4 separate regions of the Mus musculus genome follow, and regions 2, 3 and 4 are each linked to region 1. A link is a contact called in public HiChIP or PLAC-seq, Micro-C and promoter capture Hi-C data. All regions are on one chromosome and are shown on one strand. The core of a region is the stretch at or near the end of the contact, and the rest is flanking DNA. Distances in the headings are between cores, read along the strand shown. Region 1 holds the start of Zscan20 (zinc finger and SCAN domains 20). Region 2 holds the start of Smim12 (small integral membrane protein 12). Region 3 holds the start of Gjb3 (gap junction protein, beta 3). Region 4 holds the start of Ccdc28b (coiled coil domain containing 28B).

Region 1 (5,130 bases), core at 1,182-3,681:
GCCCTAAGAGGACGGCGAGCCCAGGACGTCCCCGGTTCTTCAGTCTTCTCCAAGAGAAACCAGACCTCTAGAGTTCACATGCTGGCAACGGCCAGAATTGCTTCAGACACGTGAGGGACTTCACCCCACGTGGGCTGCCACTATGTCTCCTCTTGTGGTGCTACTCCTCATGTCTCCGCTACTCCCCGCCTGCTTTTCTTTTTGTGAGCCTTTCTTGGCACTGAATGGAAGCAGCGTGTCTTTCCTACAGCATTATTCCAGACAGAAGTCTGAATAAATAAATCACAAAGGTTTCACTTCCAGTTCCCAGAAAGACTTAGGAGGGGTGCAGAGTCCCCAAATGATGAAAGGGTACTCAATCAAAATCAGGGCCACCAGAATTCACTGTATAAAATTCTCACATTTAATTTAAAAACAAAAAAACAAAAACCTTTTTTTTTTTAAGTTGTTCCACTTTACCACAGGGAAGCTGAGCGGGGCCTTGGCAACTGGGTACTGGATGTGAATGCGGAGCTAAGTTCCCCCCCCCCCTCCACCCACTCCTGTGACAACAGAGGAGGAGAGAAGATGCTCCCTCGGTCCAGAGAGAGGACCAGATTGGTTGGGATCCTCTAAGCAGCTGGGAGCTCCCAATGGTTGTCAGTCCTACTGGGCTAACTATGCAATCTATGGCTGTAAGAGGGGAGACTCGCATCTAAGGACTGGAACTGGGGGTGGCAGATAGGCCTCACTTAGCCGACCATCCTCCATCATGGGGGAAGCTACCTAGAGGAGTCTGCTGAGAAATGAGCTCCATATGGATATATGTTGTGATCAATTAGCAATGGCTGCCGGGCCTCAGGTAAAGGAAGCCGCTGTATGCATCCCTATGTGTTGGCCAACACTGTCCTTAAGCCCCCAACAACCTCAGCTCCCAGCAGATATCGATGTCAGGAAGAAGATTGAAGCTCACAGCCCTGGAAGTCCGTAGCCATTTTCAAACGTGGTCTAACAAAGCTCCCCCTGAGAGTCTTTAGCCCACATTCACCAAGTCTTTACTCATTTGCTGGATCTACATTAGATGTCTGCTGTTCTGGGCTGGACCAAAGAAAATGGAGATGATCCAGACACTGCCTGCCCTGATGAAGCTATCTAGTGGAAGAGACAAATAATAATAATGATAATTAATAAATTTAAAAGTCACAGATAATTATATTAATCCAATGTCATAAAGAAAGTGTGATTTGGGAGCTGGGAAGTTGGAGGTGGCAATTTGCTTAAGGAACTGTTGATTTGGTTCTTGAGTACAACGCAGAGAGAATGGGGGAGGGAGGTTACAGCAGAGAGGCAGGCTATGAAATAGTAGAGAAGCAAAATGGCCCACCTGGAGAATGGGAAACACCTTGGCAGCCCCGGAGCGTGCAGTATGGGAAAAGTGGGCTGCAAAGAGCATTATGAAGAATCTACTAGATCAGATTCCATTCAACACGTGTTGCATGCCAGGGATGGATTCCAAGCTGGAGAACAAACGGAAGGTATACAGTTGAGGGTTTCAACAGATCACACTAGCTGCAATGTTTCTCCGAGTTGGAGAAATGAAAATGTGGACACTTCTGCAGAGGCTCCCGGAAGACAGAGGTCATTTTAAGAGATACTAAAGAAATGGCAAGCCTCGAACAGTGTACAGCAAACGGCGTGGATGAAGAAGAATGCAGGCGCAGGTGGAATCAGCTGGTAAAACAAGTAGGTCAGTGGGCGGGTCAGCAGGGGTGGGCGGGTCAGTCGAGGGTGGGCGGGTCAGTAGATAAAGATGCCTTTCACTTCTATCAGTTATGAGGAAAGAAGTACAGGTTTGGGATTGAACACAATAGCCAGTCCCGTCACAGATGACATGAACGCAGGTGTCGAGAATGAAGCACTATTTTAAGGTCAGACTTTCCGCTCAGGGCCTCTTCACTTCTTTGCCAGGGCCCTTGAGTTCTCTCTTCCCTTGATTGTGCTTTTCTAGACCCTAAGGTAACTTCCCCTCACAGCCAAAACGCATCTCTACCACCTTACCCACAGACCTCGGTAAGACCCGTCTCACTGCCCGCCTCTCCAACTCACTCTTCATCCCGACCCCTCGGTGACCCTGCCCATCTCCACACGCTGCAGCCTCTGCCCGCCCGCACTCCCGCCCCGACACACACACACACACACACACACACACACACACACACACACACGCCACGATGCTTGCTTTCCCCTCTCACCTTCCCAGCTCCCCTCCCCCGCGGGTACCACCACCTCCAAAGCCTCCAGCCCAGCGCCTGATTCTCAACTGCACCCCATCCGCCACCCAGACTCACCCACAGAGACACCCACTTCTCAACAGGCCGGAAGTGCTCCCGGGCTCTTGCAGGGGATGCTGGGACGCATAGTCCCAGCGCCGCCAGCCCTGGAACCCGATCTCTGAGACCACAACTCCCAAAAGGCAACGCGCGAGCACCGGTGGCCACTCCTCTATCGGCCGCCTCTCAGATGACGTCAGCCAATGAGTGCCTCATCTTCTCAGGCGCTCTGGTACCGGAACAAATCTTGCAGGGCCAATGCCTGGGGGGGTGTAGCTCGATACTATTCTCTTCCATTGGTTCTGCGGTGACGGTGCCGCCTACTGGGTGGAGTCTAGATTAGAAGGGCGTGGGGTCGGGGTCTACTGAAGAAGCGTGGGGCCCCCTGGGTTGAGCTGGAGAGAGTAGGGAAAAATAATAAAAAAAGGAAAGAGGGTGAATACAGTGACCATCTATTGGGCAAGAGAGAGTTTGTCTGTTGTAACTACAATTTCAAATTCACAAATTCACAACTTAGTTGAGTGGTTTGGCAGAGTTCTATATCTCACCTCTTCACTTGTGAAGTAAGAATAATAGCATTCATGTGACAGGTTTATGTGAGGCATCAGTGAGGCAATAAACCTAGAACTGTTAATTCGGATCCAGGATCCAACTATAGATAGCAGATACTAGCCATTTTTATGTAAATTAGTCTTACGGAGTTTGAATCCCTGGGTGTCAGAAACACGTTAATCCCTGTAGCTGAATAATCTTAGTGTAATACTTAGTTGCTTTGTTCCACGGTCCTGGCTAGTTTCATGCGAACTTGACACGAGCTTGAGTCATCAGAGAAAAGAGAGATTCCGTGAAGAAGATGCCTTCATAAGAGGGACTATGGGAGAACTTGCGGGACTTTCTCGTAATGATTGATAGTGGAGGGCTCAGGCAATTGTGGGTGGGGCTACCCCTGGGCCGGTGGTCTAGGGTTCTGTAAGAAAGCAGACTGAGCAAGCCAGTAAGCAGCGTTTCCTCCATGGCCCCTGCATCAGCTCCTGCCTCCAGGTTCCTGCTTTGTGGGAGTTCCTATCCTGGCTCCCTCCAGTGACAGATTACAACGTGGAAGTGTAAGCCGAATAAACCCTTTCTTCCCCAAGTTGCTTTGGTCACTGCGTTTTGTCATAGCAATAGAAACCCTATGATAAACACTGTAAATACTCTTGAGGTATGAGCCATCTAATAGGAAGCTGGAAATGTGGGTCTTGTAGTCAGTCAGCCATAGATTCAAACCCCAATTCATACATCCCATCTGTATGTCCTTGAACAAACAAACAACTCCATCACGATTGTCTTTTTTTTTTTTCAGCTGTAAAATTTAGGTGACAGAACAAAACCTCCATCTCAGGGTAGGTTCCTGGGAGATTAAAGATAATATGTAGGTAAAACATGGAGTCCAGCCACTTGCTTTCAATGTGGGATCTATGCCTTGATACTCCCTAGCTGCAAAGCCTCCAGCAAACTCCAAACGCCTCTTTTGTAAACATGTTTGTGTGGATAGATGCACTGTGCATGCAGGTGCATGTGCCTGTGGAGGCCTGAGGTCAAAATGAATGCCCTTTTTGGAGCATTCTCCACCCTGATTACTAGAGTGAGGGTCTCTTACTGAACTGAAGGATCCAGCTAGGTTAGCTAACCCATGAGCTCTGGGAATCTGCCTGTCTCTGCCTCCCCATCCCACTTGCCAGTACAGGCGTTACCTATGGCACTGACACTCCTGGCTTTTATATGAATGCTGAGGACCTGAACTGAGACCCTTATTGAACATGTGGCAGGTACCTTATCAATTGTGCTACCTCCCTGTGGTGACTTGAATATCCTTGGCCCAGGGAGTGGCACTATGAGGAGGTGTGGCCTTGTTGGAGGAAGTGTGTCACTGTGGGGGTGGGCTTTAAGACGCTCTTCCTAGCTGCCTGGAAAGAGTCTTCTGTTTGCCTTCAGAACAAGGTGTAGAATTCTCAGCTCCGGGCTGGTGAGATGGCTCAGTGGGTAAGAGCACCTGACTGCTCCTCCAAAGGTCCAGAGTTCAAATCCCAGCAACCACATGGTGGCTCACAACCATCCACAACAAGATCTGACGCCCTCTCCTGGAGTGTCTGAAGACAGCTACAGTGTACTTACATATATTAATAAAATAAATCTTTTAAAAAAAAAAGAATTCTCAGCTCCTCCAGCGCCATGCCTGCCTGGATGCTGCCATGCTTCCAGACATGATGATAATGGACTGAACCTCTGAACCTGTAAGCCAGCCCCAATTAAAGGTTGTCCTTTATAAAAGTTGCCTTGGTGTATGGTGTCTCTTTATAGCAATGGAAATCCCAAACTAAGATACTCCCCTAAACTGCTAAGGCTTCAGTTTCCTCGTCTGGAGAATGGGTGTAATAATACTGAAATCTTCCTTTGAGTGTTGTTGGGAAAAAAATATGCAAAGTTTGTGAAGAGCTTGTCTCCCTCCTGGCGTTCATAAGGTTGAACGACTACTGGCTATTATTTCTATTGAGACCCATGAAACTTGAGCAAATTTGACAGTAGCTAGCATTGGGAAAGGGCTCACTACGTCAGCTAGTATTGCATTTGGGGGAATTCTACATCTTAGTTTTAGTAACTCACTTCAAATTCCTTAGCTAGAAATTATATTCTAGCCGGGCAGTGATGGCGCATGCCTTTAATCCCAGCACTTGGGAGGCAGAGGCAGGCGGATTTCTGAGTTCAAGGCCAGCCTGGTCTACAGAGTGAGTTTCAGGACAGCCAGGGCTACACATAAAACCCTGTCTCAAAAAAAAAAAAA
Region 2 (5,130 bases), core at 1,204-3,703, 1.4 Mb before region 1:
ATACCCACTTCCAGTCAAGGGACTAGTGTGGGCAAAGACTTGGAAAGATGACCGAGTTCTGAATGATTGGAGAAGAAAGCTAGAACTAGACAGGGCAGCCCAGGATGGATGGCATGGTCAGAAGGGATCAGTGGCTAAGCTGGGGACTCCATTGTTGTATTTAGATTTTAAAGGGTCCTTTGGCCAAAGGAACGGGCATGGCAGTGGGGGGCAGTTGAGGGGTGGGGAACTGCTAAGATGGTCCAGGGAAGAAATGATGGTGTTGATTTTGAGGGGCAGTTAGAAGCACAGGTGAGGTAGACTGGATCTGGGGAGTGACAAAATGGGCCAACTTGAAGATATTACTCGGAATTTTTTTCCATTTGTGAAGTAATGCCTCGGATGAACCTTGCAGAAAGAAGCAGGAATCTGGGGGAATCTTAACATGACAAGAAGGATTCATTACCAAACACTCATTGAGCAAATGCCAAGAGGTGTGGCAAGCGCTATCTGCACACTAGCGTGATTTACAACAGCAACCCTAGAGGATGTCTTAAAGGTTTTTATTCCTTTTATTTATTTGTGTGTGGGTGTATGCTCACAAGCCACAGACCCTATGGGGAGTTCAGAGGACAACTTTCAGGAGTTGAGAGTCTCCTTCAACCATGTGGGTCCTGAGGATTAAACTCAGGCCATCAGTTTGGTGGCAAATACCTTTATCTGCTGAGCCATCTGGCCAGTCCTAGGGTATTTTCTTACTGGTTTTTTTTTTTTTTAAATACAAATAGGTCTATAAGATGGTACTGTGGTTAAGGAACACACCACTCTGCAGATGAGCCTAGCTTGGTTCTCAGCATCCATGTCTGACAGCTCATAAACTCCTGTGTGTCTGACGCCCTCTTCTGACTTCCATGGGTGCCTACATTCATTGCACCCCCCCCTTACACACACATAATTAAAATCATTTTTAAAAGGTTATAAATATATTTTCTCAGATTAGCAGGCCACAGAGTCAAGATTTGAATTAATTAAACAACTAATTCCAGTGTTTGGTATTTTACTTTATTTTTAGACAGGGTCTCAGCTTGTAGTTCTGTGTGATCTGGAAGTGCTAACTGACTCCTTTAATTGATATAGGATCTTGGTGTAGAGCCAAGGCTGGTCTTGCGCCTCAGGACTTCTCAATGCTGTCATTTCCACTTTAGCTGGGGATTCTGTGCTTACCCAGGTCTGCTGGAGGGAACTTCTAGTCACTATTAAGATCCAGCTTAGGGATCTGTCCTTCCAGGGAACCTCCACTCATTCTTCTTGTATGGACGGACAGTGTCCTCTGTTATGACACTGTGTGGGTCTTCCTGTTTCTTCTCCATCCAGGAAACTACGGAGGGCAGTCCCCATTTGTATCGCCAATGTCTAGCTTGTAGAATGGCTAAATGCCAGCCTGTGTTCTAGACTGTTCTGATCTCTTCCCACAGATTCAATGCACAAGTAATCAAGGTCTGATAATCACGGTTGCTAATTTCTGGCAGCTTCTTCCTCCCCATCTTCGCTGTCAGGCTTAGCTTTGGGCTCTTTGATCTAAAAGAGGAAGAATCTCTAACTTGACAGTACAGTCTTGAAGACGCTTCCTGTGAGAGTACCCGTGACCTTGAGAAATGGCTCACTGCTAACTTAAGGGAAGCTGGGTAGACTTAAGGGAAGCTGGGTAGAGCACTCCAGGTAGATGAAAGAACATGGACACACAGGCTTCAAACGTTGATTTTTAGCATGCTATTAGTGGGAAGGAGACTGGTCAGGTTGAGAGCAGTGTGGGCAGGTTGAGAAGGCAGGACTATGGTAGTCCATTAGAGAGCTTGGGGTGTGAGGCTTTTTCTTATATGTGATAAGTATAATTCCGCTCAGGGACAGGGGAAACATGGAGGAAGGAGAGTGAGTACTTGCGATCAGAGGGTCTTGGTACTTTCAGCAATTTGTAGACTCACTAACGCTACAATCTAGTTCCCTGCGAGATGTGTGCCTGGCACAGTATTTTACAAACAAGATGTTATCTAACCCTTGCAACATCCCTGCTGAAATGGAAGGTTTTAACGCTATGCAGAAGAATTGAGGCTCAGATTAATTAATGATGTTCCCAAGGACACACAGCCTGAAAGCACAGATCCCAAGAAGATTGAAAGTACTAGGTTATTCTCTGCTACGGGAGCTTCTGGAGGTCAGGGGTTGGGTTTTCGGTTTCAGTAATATCCGACCTAGGTAAGTCTCGGAAGACACCTAATGAACTTCATTTGGATCAATGAAAGCTGACTATTCTTTTTTCTTCTTCACAAGCATGTGGCAACGTCACAGGGGAGCCTCCGAGCCGTCAGGGGGCGCTATACTATTCTGCGTTTAGTCCAACGCAGGGTCGGGTGCCTGGCTTCCTTTCTTCTGTAGCTGGCTGGAGCTCAGCCAATCGCTGCTCTCCGAGAGATGCCAGTGGGCGGGGCCTCGGGCGCGCCCCGCGGGCCACTGGGAACCTCGGCGTCCCTGTTGCTCCCGGCTAGCGGGCGCAGCGCGGGACCTGTCCGGGGTGTGCGGGCTGGACCGCAGGTGAGTTCCCAGGGCTGAGGGCACTTCGCTTCCCAGGATCGCTGGCCCCCAGTCCCACGGGAACGGCTCCTCCTAGTTGAGGGAGCGATGGTTTCCGTGACCCGCTCGGCCTCGGCCAGCTTTTGGTGGCCGAGTGTGGACTGTGGTCAGATCTCGTCCGCCTCAGGCCCCTGCAGGCCGAAGGGTGACGAAGCCACGCGTGTGGCGTGACTGGACAGGGAACAGGAGCTGATGACCCGAACCTCACTGGCGCTCCCATCCCAACTTGGCTGGCTGTCAAGGCTGATGGTTTCACCTTCTCGGACCTCCTACGACTGCTCTCATTTGGAGAGCTTCCGGTGGGCTCAGGCACTGGGACAGGTTTCCTGGCGGCCCGGTTGACCTGTACCTGGAGCCTTTGGCTGGCGCCCCTGCGTGTCGGGCTGGAAATAGGCGTTGCAGTATTTGGGAAACACTTGTGCTACTTACATTTTGATACCTTCGGGATGACTTCATGAAGTCTAGCTGCTTATGATCATATCCCTATACCCCTTTGTGAGTGCGGGTGGAAGGCTGCTGTAGTCTTCCATAAACAAAGCAACATGTTTATGCTGCCTGTCATTCATTCGACCAACAAACTTTTTTAGCTCTTTGCTAGGGAGGATAGCAAGGGTGGGAAGAGGCACAGAGCATAGGACGATCCGGACATCCTTAGTTCTTAACCTTGTGGAGCTCCAGGGTGTTTTGAGAGCTGTAGACAGGTAGGGTAGGCCCACATAGCTTACCGAAGAGAAGGTTGTGTTGTATACATGGATGACTGGAATTCGGACAAGAGCACATAGAACTTGGGCTTTCTATGTACAAGAGTAATACTCATAGACTGGTGCTTGATATGCCCGCCCTAAGACAAATTGGAAAATTGAGAGTCTCTACCCAGGAATTGTATAAAGGACTTGCACTTGGTGTGGACCTGTGATCACAAGCACTTGGCACTGGAAACAGGAGCGTCGGCAGATCAAAGTTATCCTTAGCTACTTTGAGGGTTTGAGGCCAGGCTGGGTGCCATGAGAACCTGTCTTAAAAATAAAAACAAGCCCAACGGTGGTGGCACATGTCTTTAATCTTGGCACTAAGGAGGCAGAGGCAGGCCAGTCCAGTCTCTGAGTTTGAGGCCAGCCTGGTCTACAGAAGGAATCTGAATGGCAGGGCTACACAGGGAAACCCTATCTCAAAAAACCAAAACCAGCTGACCAAACAAACCCCAAAACTTAAAACAGAAAATAGAACGAAGTACTGAGTTAAAAATAGAATGGAGGATTGAGTTTGGGGTTCTTTGGAGCTTCCCCTCTTTGTTAATGTGTACATTGTAAGGTTTCTCGGATCTCATGATATAACTTCAGAGCTCAGAAGGAAGGAAGACTTTCAGTGTAATGAAAAGCCAAGCTAATGGGGAGCTGTAGGAGGCCCTCCACACATCTAGGGTGTGAACGGACACCATGCATACATCTGCAGAGTGTTCTTTCTGCTAGAAAAAAAGCCCAGGCTTGGCCTCAGACCAGCGGGCCTGCCACTTGTATGATTTTGGCAAGCTGACACAGTGTCTTTGAGCCACTATGGCCTTGGACAAGAATCTGGGCTCCTCGTTCCTACATCATAGAGATGTGAGGGTCAGGCGATGACCAGGGGAGATATGGTAGAGCATAGGGCATGGTGTCAGGTCAAAGGAGCAGGAAGAGAAACTTGAATCTTGCTGCAGTTCTTTGCCTTTGAAGGTCCATGTGTAGTGTCAGGCCCACAAGACACCCAAGTTCCCCCAAAGAGAATAAAAGGGGGAAATGAGGAGCCTTCAAATCTTCCATGAGGTCTGGATGTCTCACCGTAGAGCCGAGAGAGAGAGAGAGAGAGAGAGAGAGAGAGAGAGAGAGAGAGAGAGAGAGAGAGGTGTTGGAGAAACAGTTATGGAAGCATAAACACGGGCAAGTGACTCCATGCTGATGACTAAGGCGAGCATGTGAACATTGGAGAACACTGTGTGTGTGAAGTGCTTAGCCCAGGGCCCAGCTTGGAATAAGCACTCAGTAGATGGTGGTAGCTTGCATTATTACATTCATTGCCAGCAGCCTTTTATGATTGTAACGGTAATTAAATAATGGTATAAATAGTAATTTAATAGTGGTAATCATTTGTGACTAAGTGGCCATTTGAGTGTGTAGGTTTGCATATTACTTTGGTGTTTCATTGCAGGAGGCCCTAGGGGCAGCTCTACAGTTTTTGTTTTTGTTTTTGTTTTTGTTTTTTTTTTACAGCATTTTCCACGGGGACTTTTTAAGTATTAGGGTTCTGGGGCATCTGGAATACTGTATTCATTTGTGATGTTTTCAGGGACTTGCTGTGTAAGCATGAGGATGTGAATGGTTGCAGGTCGTATATTTTGAAGTTGTTTTGATCAAGATTTGTTAACTATAGGTTATTATTAGGAAAGCCAAGGCCAGAATAGAGTTACAAAACAAAACAAAACCCTATCCATCTTAGGTCAGAATAGTTAGGTAATAGATCATAGTTAAATAAGGCCCTTGTGCTTTC
Region 3 (5,130 bases), core at 1,776-4,275, 1.3 Mb before region 1:
CGAAATTCTAACCCTCCATTCTTTTCTTCCTGAGTGCTAGTATTACGAGAGTGTATCACCATGTCCAGTTTTATGCCATATTGAGGCTGGAAGCCCAGGCTCTGGGCATTCTACCCAAGTACTGAGTTACATTCTGAGCCACAAGCCACGGTTTTTGAAAATTACTTCCTCATTGATGTCGCAACAGCATCCTGCAAACTTGGGGGTTGTGAGCCCCAGGAGACTGAGACTAGAGAAGACCTGTTAACTGGTTTTTTGTTTGTTTGTTTTAATTTTAATTTTATGTGCATGAGTTTTGCCTGCATGCATTTCTATGCTCCGCATGTGTGCCTGGCGTCGGTGGAGGCAGGAGTTGGGTGTCAGGTCCCCTGGAACTACAGTTACAGAGGGTTGTAAGCTGCCTCGTGGGTACTGGGATCAAACCTAGGTGCTTTGGAAGAGCAGCCGGTGCGGTGCTCTTAAACGTTTAGTCTCCCCAGATCTGAAACCTGCTAATGTTACAATCAGTGGCAGTAAAGACAGGGAGGTTTGCGTCAGGAGAGAGATGCAGAGGGGTTTGGGTCTGTTTCCCGGGAGAGACCAAAGTTCATGTGGTTATGTAGAGACAGCAGGGCTTGGGGGATTCTAGCCAGCCCGAGCAGTGCTGTTAGCCATGGCTTTGTAGGGCTAATGGGTCAGAGACCTCATCTTCCTTCCGTTCTAAGTGACTCAGAGGGTGTAGACAGGTGGATCTGCTGAGAGTCCCTGGGAATGGCATGCAGATAGGGGTGTGAGAGTATGTAGCTCTCCCCGAGCCTGTGTGGACCTGGATGTACACGTGAGTGCTTCCAAGTCTGTTGGGATGCCTGCTGGATCACCAACCACCTCAGCCCAAGCTATATCCTTGTCCATCTTCCCGCCTCGGTCCTTCATAGGCCTTTGAGATATTCTCTGCACTCTGTAGCTCATGAAATCATGGTTACATCCCTCCCTTCTTAAAACTTGTTACTAGGGGCTGGAAAGATGGCTTGGTGGTTAAGAGCGCTGACTGCTCTTCCGAAGGTCCTGAGTTCGAATACTAGCAACCACGTGGTGGCTCACAACCATCCGTAAGGAGATCTGGAGCCCTCTTCTGGAGTGTCTGAAGACAGCTACAGTGTACTTACATATAATAAATAAATCTAAAAAAAAAAAAAAACCCAAAAAACTTGTTACTAGTTCTTACCTCCAAACCCAAGTCTATAGTCCCGGCATTCCCCAGCCCCCTGACACACACATACTCTTACCTTGCCTCTCTCTGCTCAGACCTGGCCTTGATTCCTCCCGCCTGGAATGCTCTTCCTTTCTACCCTACTCATTAAGGAGGCATCTCTGTTCCAATATCCCCTTAGGGTCTGTTCTCAAATTACTTCGAGTCTGAACCCGCCCTGGTCAGTCTGTTCCTGTTTCCCTTGGTTTTAGTAGCCCTCAAACTCAATTTGCAATTTAAACCTTGGTCTTTTGTTTGTTTGTTTTTGTTCCCATTTATCATCTGCCTGTCCAATTAACATGCCTACTTGACTGGCTGGCTGCTTCAAGTTTGGTATCACTCAGTGTTCATTCAGTAGGCACTGGATTTGCACACTCAATTCAGAGCTTGAGAGTGGAGTTCTCAGAGAGGCTGTGGGAGGGCTGGGCAGAACGGCAGAGGACCAACCGAGCCAGGAATTAGATGGCAGTATTGCTGCCCTCCACAGGGTCTGTCTTTTGAGAATCTCAGTTCTCGACTAGATGGGGGTATCTGGGAAGCCCTAGAGCGTGAAGACCCTTATGGGTTTGGTCCTGGCACTTACTTTTAAACCTTCCAGGGAGGGCCAAAGATTAGCACCTGGATTCTGACCCCCCAGGAAATGCCAGGACTGCGTTTACTAGCTGGGAGAAATCCAAGAGAATTCTGTAATGTCGCTAACCCTGTTCCTTATCTCTTATCTTGGATTACTGCAAGAATCTTCGACTGTTCCCTCCCCAGCCGGCTCTTCCTGGGAGTGCTCAAGGAGAGTGAAGGGGAGGAGGAGTTCCTTCCACCCGGTACCCCCTAAGGATGCCACGTCTGGGGCTCCCCATTTTGGTGCAGGCTACCTAGTCCCTTCTAAGACACACCCCGAGACAGACTCACCTGAAAAGAATTTCTCGCCTAGCCCGTGCTGAGGACTGGCAGAGCCGGTTCTGGATCCCCTGTTGCCCCCCAACTCCCGTTTCCAGCTACTAGAACGATTATTACTATTTTTTTAATCCAGTTTTTATCCAGCTGCGGGACCCAACCGCTCCATCTCTTTCTACCCCGCAGCACTGTGGCTGGCCCCAAAGGTATAGCTCCCCTCTTGGGCCCCGGGCCCCGTTTCCTTCCTTTCTAGACAGTTTGGGAGCTTTGTGAACCTGTGACTCGCGCGCGCGCGCGCGCGCGTGCGGGTGTGTATGTCCCCTTCTGTGAACCTTCCAGTGTCCGGAACCGCCACCTGCTCCAGAATGCTGGTGTATGTATGAGTGTGTGGGGTGGAAGTGGGAGTGGGGGCGGGGAGCAGAGCTTTGGGTTAGGGTGCTCCTTCCCTGCGCTTCTGCAGCATTAAATCTCCATGCTGGGCGCGTGGGCAGGCCCCAGTCCAGCCCCCCAGGGGATCCCCATAGAGAGGGGTTCTCAGCTGCCTTGGATTGTCGCCCCTTCCCGGTACTTACAGTCAGCGGCGCCGCCACCGTGGGAGCCTGGCTCCACGTGCCCAAGACCCACAGCAGAGGAGGAACGAGGCGGGAGCCAAGCCGAGCTCTGTGGCCTCGGTGAGGCTCCTGGCCAGCACAGCCAGAGGCAGCGTGGAGGAGGGGCGGCCGGGGAGGAGCCCGGAGTCGCCTCAGGGATGCAAGTTCTAATCCAGGAGCAGCTGCGCTGACTAGGGAACAGCAGGCTCCTTTGCGGAGGCTCCGCGTGCTCGCCTGTGGAATGGGGGCATTGGTGGCCACTGGCAGGGCTGTTGCAAGGACTGCAATGACATTAGGGTGTGAAACACCTTGCAAACTGTTAAGTGCCGTGGCAGTAGGGATGGCAATAAATGACACGCCTACGCTGGTTACCACGGATACCCCGTCTGCGCCCTGCCCATTTGGATCCCAGCCTGCTGCAAAGTTTCAAAGTTTTCGTACGCTCTTGGGGGCCCCCCTCCCGCCCTGTTTGCATCCCTGATGGCATTTTCCAGGGAGGCAGTGTATCTTTGAGACAGTCTTTCGGGGCTCACACTGTGCTGGCCACCGGAAGGGACACAACCAGGAAAAGAAATCTCAGGGGCAAGGATGGTGTTTGGAGAGATTTTAGATGACCCAGTCTGCCCAAAGGAGTGTGAAGCAGGGTGGGAGGCCCAGCTTGTGAAGGGTGGGAGACCTGCGCTTGAGGGGCTCTGGAGACTAAGATGTTCAGTCTTATTCGTGGGCCAGGACTGAGATCCTAAAAGCCCTATCGCCCCAGGAACGGAAATCCAGGGTTTCCCTGGGATCCCCAGATCTTACTCACAACCTTGCCCGAGGCTTCACTGTCTAGACAGAGATGACTGATGCCCGACCCTGGTAACCATTCATTCCACTTGCTGGGACGATATCCATTGATGCGGGCTTCTGATCTACAAAAGGCAGCCTACATTAGGAGGCTCTGTTACTGTCTCCTACTACCCAGAAGGATTCCCGTTCGCCTGAGCGGAGCGCCTGAGACAAGGTTGCTTCTCTTAGGAGCTGCATATCATTCATACAGCACGCAAAGGAAAGATCTCTGATCTACATTGAAAAGAGAAAAGGAGAGGCCCCGAGATAAACCCAGGGACACATAGAAGTAACAGAGCCAACTCCAGGGACCTCAGTGACGTTGGCATTGGCTACGGCAAAGCCCTGTGGCAGAGGCTACCTTGTGCTTGCTATGGGCAGAGCAATTATCAGCACTATGGCTGGGCAGTGCCAGTTTTGTTGTTGTTGTTTTTTTTTTTTTTTTTTTTTTTTCTGGATGACTCTGCTAATGTGCCTGGGTGATGGGATTGGGGGACCCTGACCCTGCCACCTGCTGCTCATTCTCAATTATTTCCCTAGACTTCAGAGCAAAATGCCTGGTCCCATTTCCTCACCTCCCACTCATGCTTCAACCCACCAGAAGATTTCTGTCCCTGCTGTGCTACAAGAAAAGCCTTGTCAAGGTAACTCTGATCTCCACGATGCTAAATCCCACACAGTAATAAATCCGTGACCTCCTGAAACAGCTGTCACAGAGTCCCGCCTTTCTTCTTGAAGCACCTTCCACCCCCAGCTTCCTTGACACCCATCTCATTTCCTGGTCCCTGGGATACCTTCCATCAGGCCTGTACTGTGGGTGCTCTGGGCCAGGCCCAGCATCTCCTGTCCCAGGTGAGCTCACCCAATCCTAGGGCCCTACCACCCATTCACTGACATGCTCCTGTGTTCACGGCTGGCACTAACAAACACTAGATTGTGCAACCACGACTGCCCACATGTCCACCAGGCTAATAGGTTCTGGTTCTCCTTCCAGAATAACCTGTACATGTTCAAGTATGAGGAGACTTCCTATAACCCATGGAGGGTGCCGTGTGTGCTGCTGTGGGCTTTGTTCCTGCCGGGAGACGGAGTGCTCTCTTTTGCCGTTTTTAAAGAGGTGAATTGTGTTTATACTATAATATGTCCTAAGTCCATCTCACATTGACAGGAGCTAAGGCCGCTTCCAGTTCTTCCTTTGAGGGCTAGGCATATGTGGCTCAGTTGACAGAGCACTTACCAGTCCTTCCCACCCCCTCGTGCTTGCTCTCTCCCATTGTCCCCTCCCTCTTCTTTTCTTTCCCTTCCCACTTATCCTTTCTCCTTCCTCCTATTGCAACACATTTCCTTAAATAAATACTATTTGACCTATCTTATTTCTCTGTCTCTTTCTGTTTGTCTCTCTCTCTCTCTCTCTCTCTCTCTCTCTCCCCCTCTGTGTGTGTGTGTGTGTGTGTATACATTTGGGAAAATGCATGCTTGCTTGAATCAAGGTCAGAGGACAACCTTGAGTGGCAGGCCTCTTGTTTACTGCTTTGTGTACCAGGCTGGCTGGTCTGTGAGCTTTCAGGGAGTCTCCTGCCCACCTCCCTGCCC
Region 4 (5,130 bases), core at 1,218-3,717, 1.0 Mb after region 1:
CTTCTTTTACTGCCAACGAAGCACCTCCCACGAAAAACCACCCTGCTCTTGTTCCGTTCCAGAAACTGTTTTGAATTTTCCATCTCCTTGAAGGCGTGGCTCTGGCTCCAGCAGGCCAACATCCTTCTCCCCAGAGTGGCCCTGAACACAGCAGCCAGTTGGGCTTTCCTTCCTCTCCGACTGCATTTCCTACCATTCTCAAAGAGCCAGCCCTGAGCTCCGGATAAAATCTACTATGGCCATGCCAGTACATGCTGGCCAGGCAGATGGTATGGAGCCCCACAGAGGACACTGGTTTTATTTAGAACAATGGGGAAAAGAACACATTGTATTTATGGGAACAAACCTGGACCTAGGGTAGGATCCAAATTATCTTTTGTTTTGTTATTTTTGAGACAAGGTCTAACTATTCAGCCTTGACTTGGCGGGAACTCACTGTGTAGTCCAAGCTGTTCTCAGAGAGATGCACCAGCCTCTGCCACCCAATGCTAGGATTAAAGGCATGTGCCACCGCACCTGGCCACCAAAATTCTTAACATTGGTTTTGTTTTGTTTTTGTTGAGGTAGGGTCTCTTCTAACCCAGGCTAACTTCAAACTCTCTATGTAGCCAATGATCTGTGAACTCCTGATCCTGCACCTCTGCCACCCAAGGGCTGGGATGATGGCCCTGCACTACCACTTGCAGCCAGACTTCCATTATTTAAAAAGAACTGAGCAGAGAACTTAAATGGGCGAGGGAGAAAGCACAGTGGGAGAGCACTTGCCCAGTATCAGTATCTTGAGGTCAATCTCCCAGCGTGGTGACCAAAATACAATGAATTTAAAAGGAAGGAATCGTCCTCCCTGGTGTTTATCCCTACACTCCTGGGGCCCTTCCATCAGTGTCTTGGTTCTCATGGCATTCTCAGTCTTGATTATCACCTCCCCTCATCAGTGTCTAGCAGCTTCCTCTCACAGTCACACTCACTCACTCCCTCCTCAGAGCTAGAGCCAGTGGTCTCTATGTACCTGAGGACACGTCGGGTCTACATCCCCAGTGAATGGGTAAGGCATTGGCTGCTGTTCAGCAGCGATGTCGATGTCTGCAGGTCCTCCTTACACAGTGCTCGGCTCACACCTGGGAGTCTCCAGTCTGGCCAAGAGCCCCTCCCTACTCACCTCTTGAACTTGGCTCGCTGCTTGGGTGATGGCAAATGAGGGAGTCCCAGAGCCAAGGAGCCACTGTGGCTGGTGGGCACAGGGACTCTGCGCAGTGTGCCTGGGGCCTGTGCTGGTTGGGTCAGGCAGGGCTTAGGACTCCGTTTCTTCTTTTTGTCTTCCATTGGGTGGTGTGTTGGACCTCAGGTCTGGGAAGGAAGGGGGCAAAATCATCCCTTCACTCAGCACCCTCTTTCGTCTGAGAGGAAGGGTCTTCAGATGTATCTTTGTCCATCAGTCAGGAGCTCTGTCCTCTTGTCTGTACAGGGTCATATGCCAGCCTGCTGCTGGACTGTAGCTATGCATCTGAAGGACCTCCCAAGGCCAGCAAAGCCCTTTTCTTCCTGACAGCCCCATCTGCCTGCTGGAGAGGGCTGGCCCAGACCAGGGTCATCTTGCTGTTTTCCTGTCACTACAGCCCAGAGCCTGGGGCTGTAGAGGAAGATGCTCAGGAGACAGGGTGGATGTGACTAGGGGAGCAAGCTGAGGATCAGGAGGCCATTTGCTAGGCAACGGTCTGTATATGGCAGCGGATACTGACTAACTGCATGAGGTGCAACCAAGGTAAGGCAGGGACACCTGGAAATACCCTGGTGTCAATCATATGGACCAGGAATAGCCGGCTCATCACTGGCCTCTCTTCCACTTCACTTCAACTACACATGCCAGGGCTGCCCAGAAGTTCCCAGGACAGCTTCTAGTCTCTTCTTTTTCTAGTTAGAAAGTCTTTAGGGGCTAGACCTCCAACAATGTAACTCTGACTTGATTAGCTTAGCTTGACTCCCCTACAGCCCCATCACCTAGGTATCTGGTCTGCTGAGGTCCTCTCCAGGGGAGGTCTCAGCTCCCTCACTTTACTTCCGAGAGGGCGATGGTCAAATCGGAACATTAAGCGTTTAAGCTGGCATGGAACAGCTGGGTGGCATCAGTGGGGCTCGGGGGTGGGGTGGGGGGTGGTGGTGGTGGGAGACAGAACTCTTTTTCTCTCCATGTAGCAGCAGTGTGACCCAGTAAGAGACCTGATGGAAGCGGCAGCCAGAGCGACTGTGATCCGCCTGAGATGTGCCTAAGGAAAGATTCAGTTCTCAATTCGGGCTTCAAAAAACAAGCATCAGGTGCGGCACCCCGCCCCCATCCTCCTCACTCCCTTCTCGCCCCCTTGGGGTTCTACTGACCTGGAAGTTTGGGGTCTGGAGTGTGAAACAGTGCTTCTTTGCAATCTCCCTTCACCCTGCTTTCTCTCTCCTCAGGGGAACTGGAGCTGGAGGGAGCTAAGCTGGCTGGAGATGATTTGCATTTAAAGAGAAAGTAGCCCTCTTTGGATTCCCTGGGAGCGGAGCCGGAGGAGAGTACTTCCGTCGATTTAACAGTTCCCCTTCCCTACCTCCCACAAGAACTAAAGGAGCACTGTTAGTTACGGGATATGGATTTAAAATCATTTCCTTTTCTTGTCACGTTTGGAGGGGATCCCTTACAAAATGGTGGTGGCTTTGTTTGCAGCAGGGGTGGTAGGGAAATGATGGGGCTAAATGAATGTGTGGGCAGAGGCAATATATAAGTATACGGGAAAATGAGGGGCGGACACCAGAAGGAACAAAGACAATCAGTACCCAGCACCCTGTTAAGCCTTTTATGTACATTCAATCCTGAGACATAACTGTTATCCCGATTTTACGGAAAATAATCAATTGTCACTCATTCCTGGGCACGGTCGCTGTCCTGTGACATCCAGATACTCCTAGCCTGTAAGCGCTGAAGAACTGACAGGGCCTCTCCCCACCTCCGAACCAGAGCAAATAGGATCCCAAGCAGGCTGGCAGGAGGTGGGGCGTGAGAGCTCCGGAAGGAGGCTGGCCCAGAACTGTTGGCGGTTGTGCTGCTGGAGGAGGGAGGTCCCACCAATGAGGCTATTTGAAGATCTGGCAGAGGAGTCTGGTTCAGATCTCCAGAACAGCATCCGATGCCACAGGAGAGGGTGTCAGGCTGCCCAGCAGGCTCAAATTAAAGCGACCTAGGCAACAAAGCATCCATCTTCCCTTTTCCTTTAGCAACAACAGTAGGTTTCCCTGGCTGTGGGCACCCAGAGGTGTTGCTTCTGGGATCTTTTCCAGGTGCTGTTAACATGCAAACTGCTCTAGGAAGCAACTCTAATCCAAGACTTCTAAACAACCAAGAACCGGAGGGAGGGGAGCACGCTGGAAGGTCCCTTTCCTCTCAGAATTGCTGCTGGAGCAGGGTGCCAGCTTCGTTCATCAAAGTGACAGTGGGCCCAGGAGCACCCGGGGTTGCCACCTTCAGCTGCTTCCCTGAGGAGCCAGAAGCTTTTGCGGAGCCACTTGCGCTTGCAAGCTCCTGATGCGGAGGCAGGAAAGGAATCCTCTCCACCCCTACTGGAGGACTTTTAGAATCAATTTGTCTACCGCTTCTGGCTAGAAGGAATCAAGGGACAGCCCCTATAAAGCTGAGCAGTTCCATCTTTTCTGCCCAACCAACCCAGAGACCTGGTGCTGGCTGAGGCCACCTACAGTGTCCCTTAGAGGAAACCAGCTGAATTAGGGAACTACTAAGGCCGCGCGCATGCGCATTTCCCCAGGAGGGCGAGAGCACAGACCCAGTAGCTTCCTACCCCTTACTCAGCTGTGTGAACACCTTCCTTCAATAGGTCCTCAAGGCCCTCTGGGTCTGCTCTGAACTCCTAAGGAACACCTAAACACAAACCTCATCTCTCCCCTCACCCTCCTGGGCACCTGTCTCACTAGTCTGCTTCTGCCTTTGGGTTAAAGGCATGTTCTCCCACACTAGGTTCAACTGAGTATTGGATGAGGTCATGACTTGTCTGTCCTTCTCAGGACTTCTGCTTTAAAGCTTTGTTTCCTCTCAGTAGCTACGTTTTTTTTTAAAAATTACATGTATTATATGAGCACCAGTGCATGAGTGGCGGTGGGTGTCAAGCTGTATATATGGAGAACAAAAGGCAACTTGAAGGAGCAGATCCTCTCTAGCATCTGGGGAGCCACCCCTCCTCCTCACGCCCTTTTTGAGACAGGGTCTCACTACAGCAAACTGGAACACTACATGTGCATCAGGCTGACCTCAGAGTGCTGGGAACAAGGGCACCCCACCTGGAGAGCCTCAGCCCCGCCCCTTGAGATAGGGTTTCTGCTCATATAAGCCTAGCTGATATTGCCCAAGGCAGCCTTGAACTCATAGCAACCATGCCTCAGCCTTTCCATGCTGGGATTGCAGCTGTACACACCTTATTGAAATGTCTAACATTTTTTACTTATGTCCTTTGATTTTTTTTTTTTCTATGCCAAGAGCAAACACAGCTAAAGAATCTGTCATGGTCCTCAACTTGTGGCCAGGAGGATGTGGGACGATGACCGGCCACTGCCACTCTGCAGATCCAGAAAGATCCAATAATTCGATTGGCTGAGATACAGGTAAGGCAACAGGACTATTTAATGTAAAATTCATCAATAGCAAGTCCCTGGCTGCTGCCAATTCCAACGCAAACTGGGAACGGGAAAGGGTACAAAAAAAAAAGCTGTCAGCACAACTTCAAACAAGTATGGGTGGCAAAGGAAAGCAGTCATGGGGACAGAGGCAGCCCTCCTACCCGAGGCTGGTCAAGGGCAGTCAGATGCCTGGTGGTCCACACATGCTACTAAGGTGGAGGGGGGCTGGAGCAGTTCTCTGCAGGCTGCAGCCCCTCTGTGGACACCTGGGCAGTTCCACTGGCCTCTGGGTTAGCGCTCTGGAGGACTAACATGATGGGGACTAGGAAGCGTTAAATAACCATCTTTACAGAAACATTCTTACAGAAAGTGCCTAAGCTCCGACCATGGTCCAAAAAAGCCTCATGGAAAACAACGACAAAAAGTGGGGCTGACATGGCATACACGAAGTTCTCCCCTGGACAAGGACCTAAA

Evidence for each region. Promoter capture Hi-C pulls out the DNA fragments that hold promoters and counts their contacts. Hi-C and Micro-C count contacts between places; a contact is called where the count stands out from the background. HiChIP or PLAC-seq counts read pairs in DNA pulled down with a chosen protein or histone mark.
Region 2: a Micro-C map of the G1E-ER4 cell line shows a contact between it and region 1. The contact joins the promoter of Smim12 here to the promoter of Zscan20 in region 1. A contact is called at or near these places in 8 of 39 promoter capture datasets (the 3T3-L1 cell line, the C10 cell line, embryonic stem cells and 4 more), 3 of 484 Hi-C or Micro-C datasets (the AML12 cell line and the G1E-ER4 cell line) and 2 of 115 datasets of contacts at active chromatin or transcription factors (astrocytes and large pre-B cells).
Region 3: a contact with region 1 is called in an H3K27ac HiChIP or PLAC-seq map of acute myeloid leukemia, with 7 times the contacts expected there. The contact joins the promoter of Gjb3 here to the promoter of Zscan20 in region 1. A contact is called at or near these places in 5 of 39 promoter capture datasets (the C10 cell line, embryonic stem cells, maxillary cranial neural crest and 2 more) and 7 of 115 datasets of contacts at active chromatin or transcription factors (T-cell acute lymphoblastic leukemia, acute myeloid leukemia, astrocytes and 4 more).
Region 4: a promoter capture Hi-C map of pre-B cells shows a contact between it and region 1, with 3 times the contacts expected there. The contact joins the promoter of Ccdc28b here to the promoter of Zscan20 in region 1. A contact is called at or near these places in 2 of 39 promoter capture datasets (liver and pre-B cells).

Annotation. Positions count from the first base shown.
Region 1 is chr4:128,607,667-128,612,796 of GRCm38.p6, forward strand. It overlaps Zscan20 (zinc finger and SCAN domains 20), which reads right to left and starts at 2,432. Exons shown (of 8, transcript NM_177758.4): 1 at 2,328-2,432.
Region 2 is chr4:127,241,331-127,246,460 of GRCm38.p6, forward strand. Smim12 (small integral membrane protein 12) reads left to right here and starts at 2,454. Exons shown (of 2, transcript NM_030252.2): 1 at 2,454-2,568.
Region 3 is chr4:127,327,811-127,332,940 of GRCm38.p6, forward strand. Gjb3 (gap junction protein, beta 3) reads right to left here and starts at 3,026. Exons shown (of 2, transcript NM_001160012.1): 1 at 2,692-3,026. Gm40251 (a long non-coding RNA gene) reads left to right here and starts at 1,553. Exons shown (of 4, transcript XR_868156.3): 1 at 1,553-2,325; 2 at 4,078-4,181; 3 at 4,532-4,654.
Region 4 is chr4:129,621,441-129,626,570 of GRCm38.p6, forward strand. Ccdc28b (coiled coil domain containing 28B) reads right to left here and starts at 2,468. Exons shown (of 6, transcript NM_025455.2): 1 at 2,374-2,468; 2 at 1,160-1,347. The coding sequence starts at 1,323. Gm34305 (a long non-coding RNA gene) reads left to right here and starts at 1,346. Exons shown (of 4, transcript XR_376684.4): 1 at 1,346-1,762; 2 at 2,194-2,313; 3 at 2,449-4,641. Txlna (taxilin alpha) reads right to left here. Exons shown (of 11, transcript NM_001199695.1): 11 at 4,637-5,130.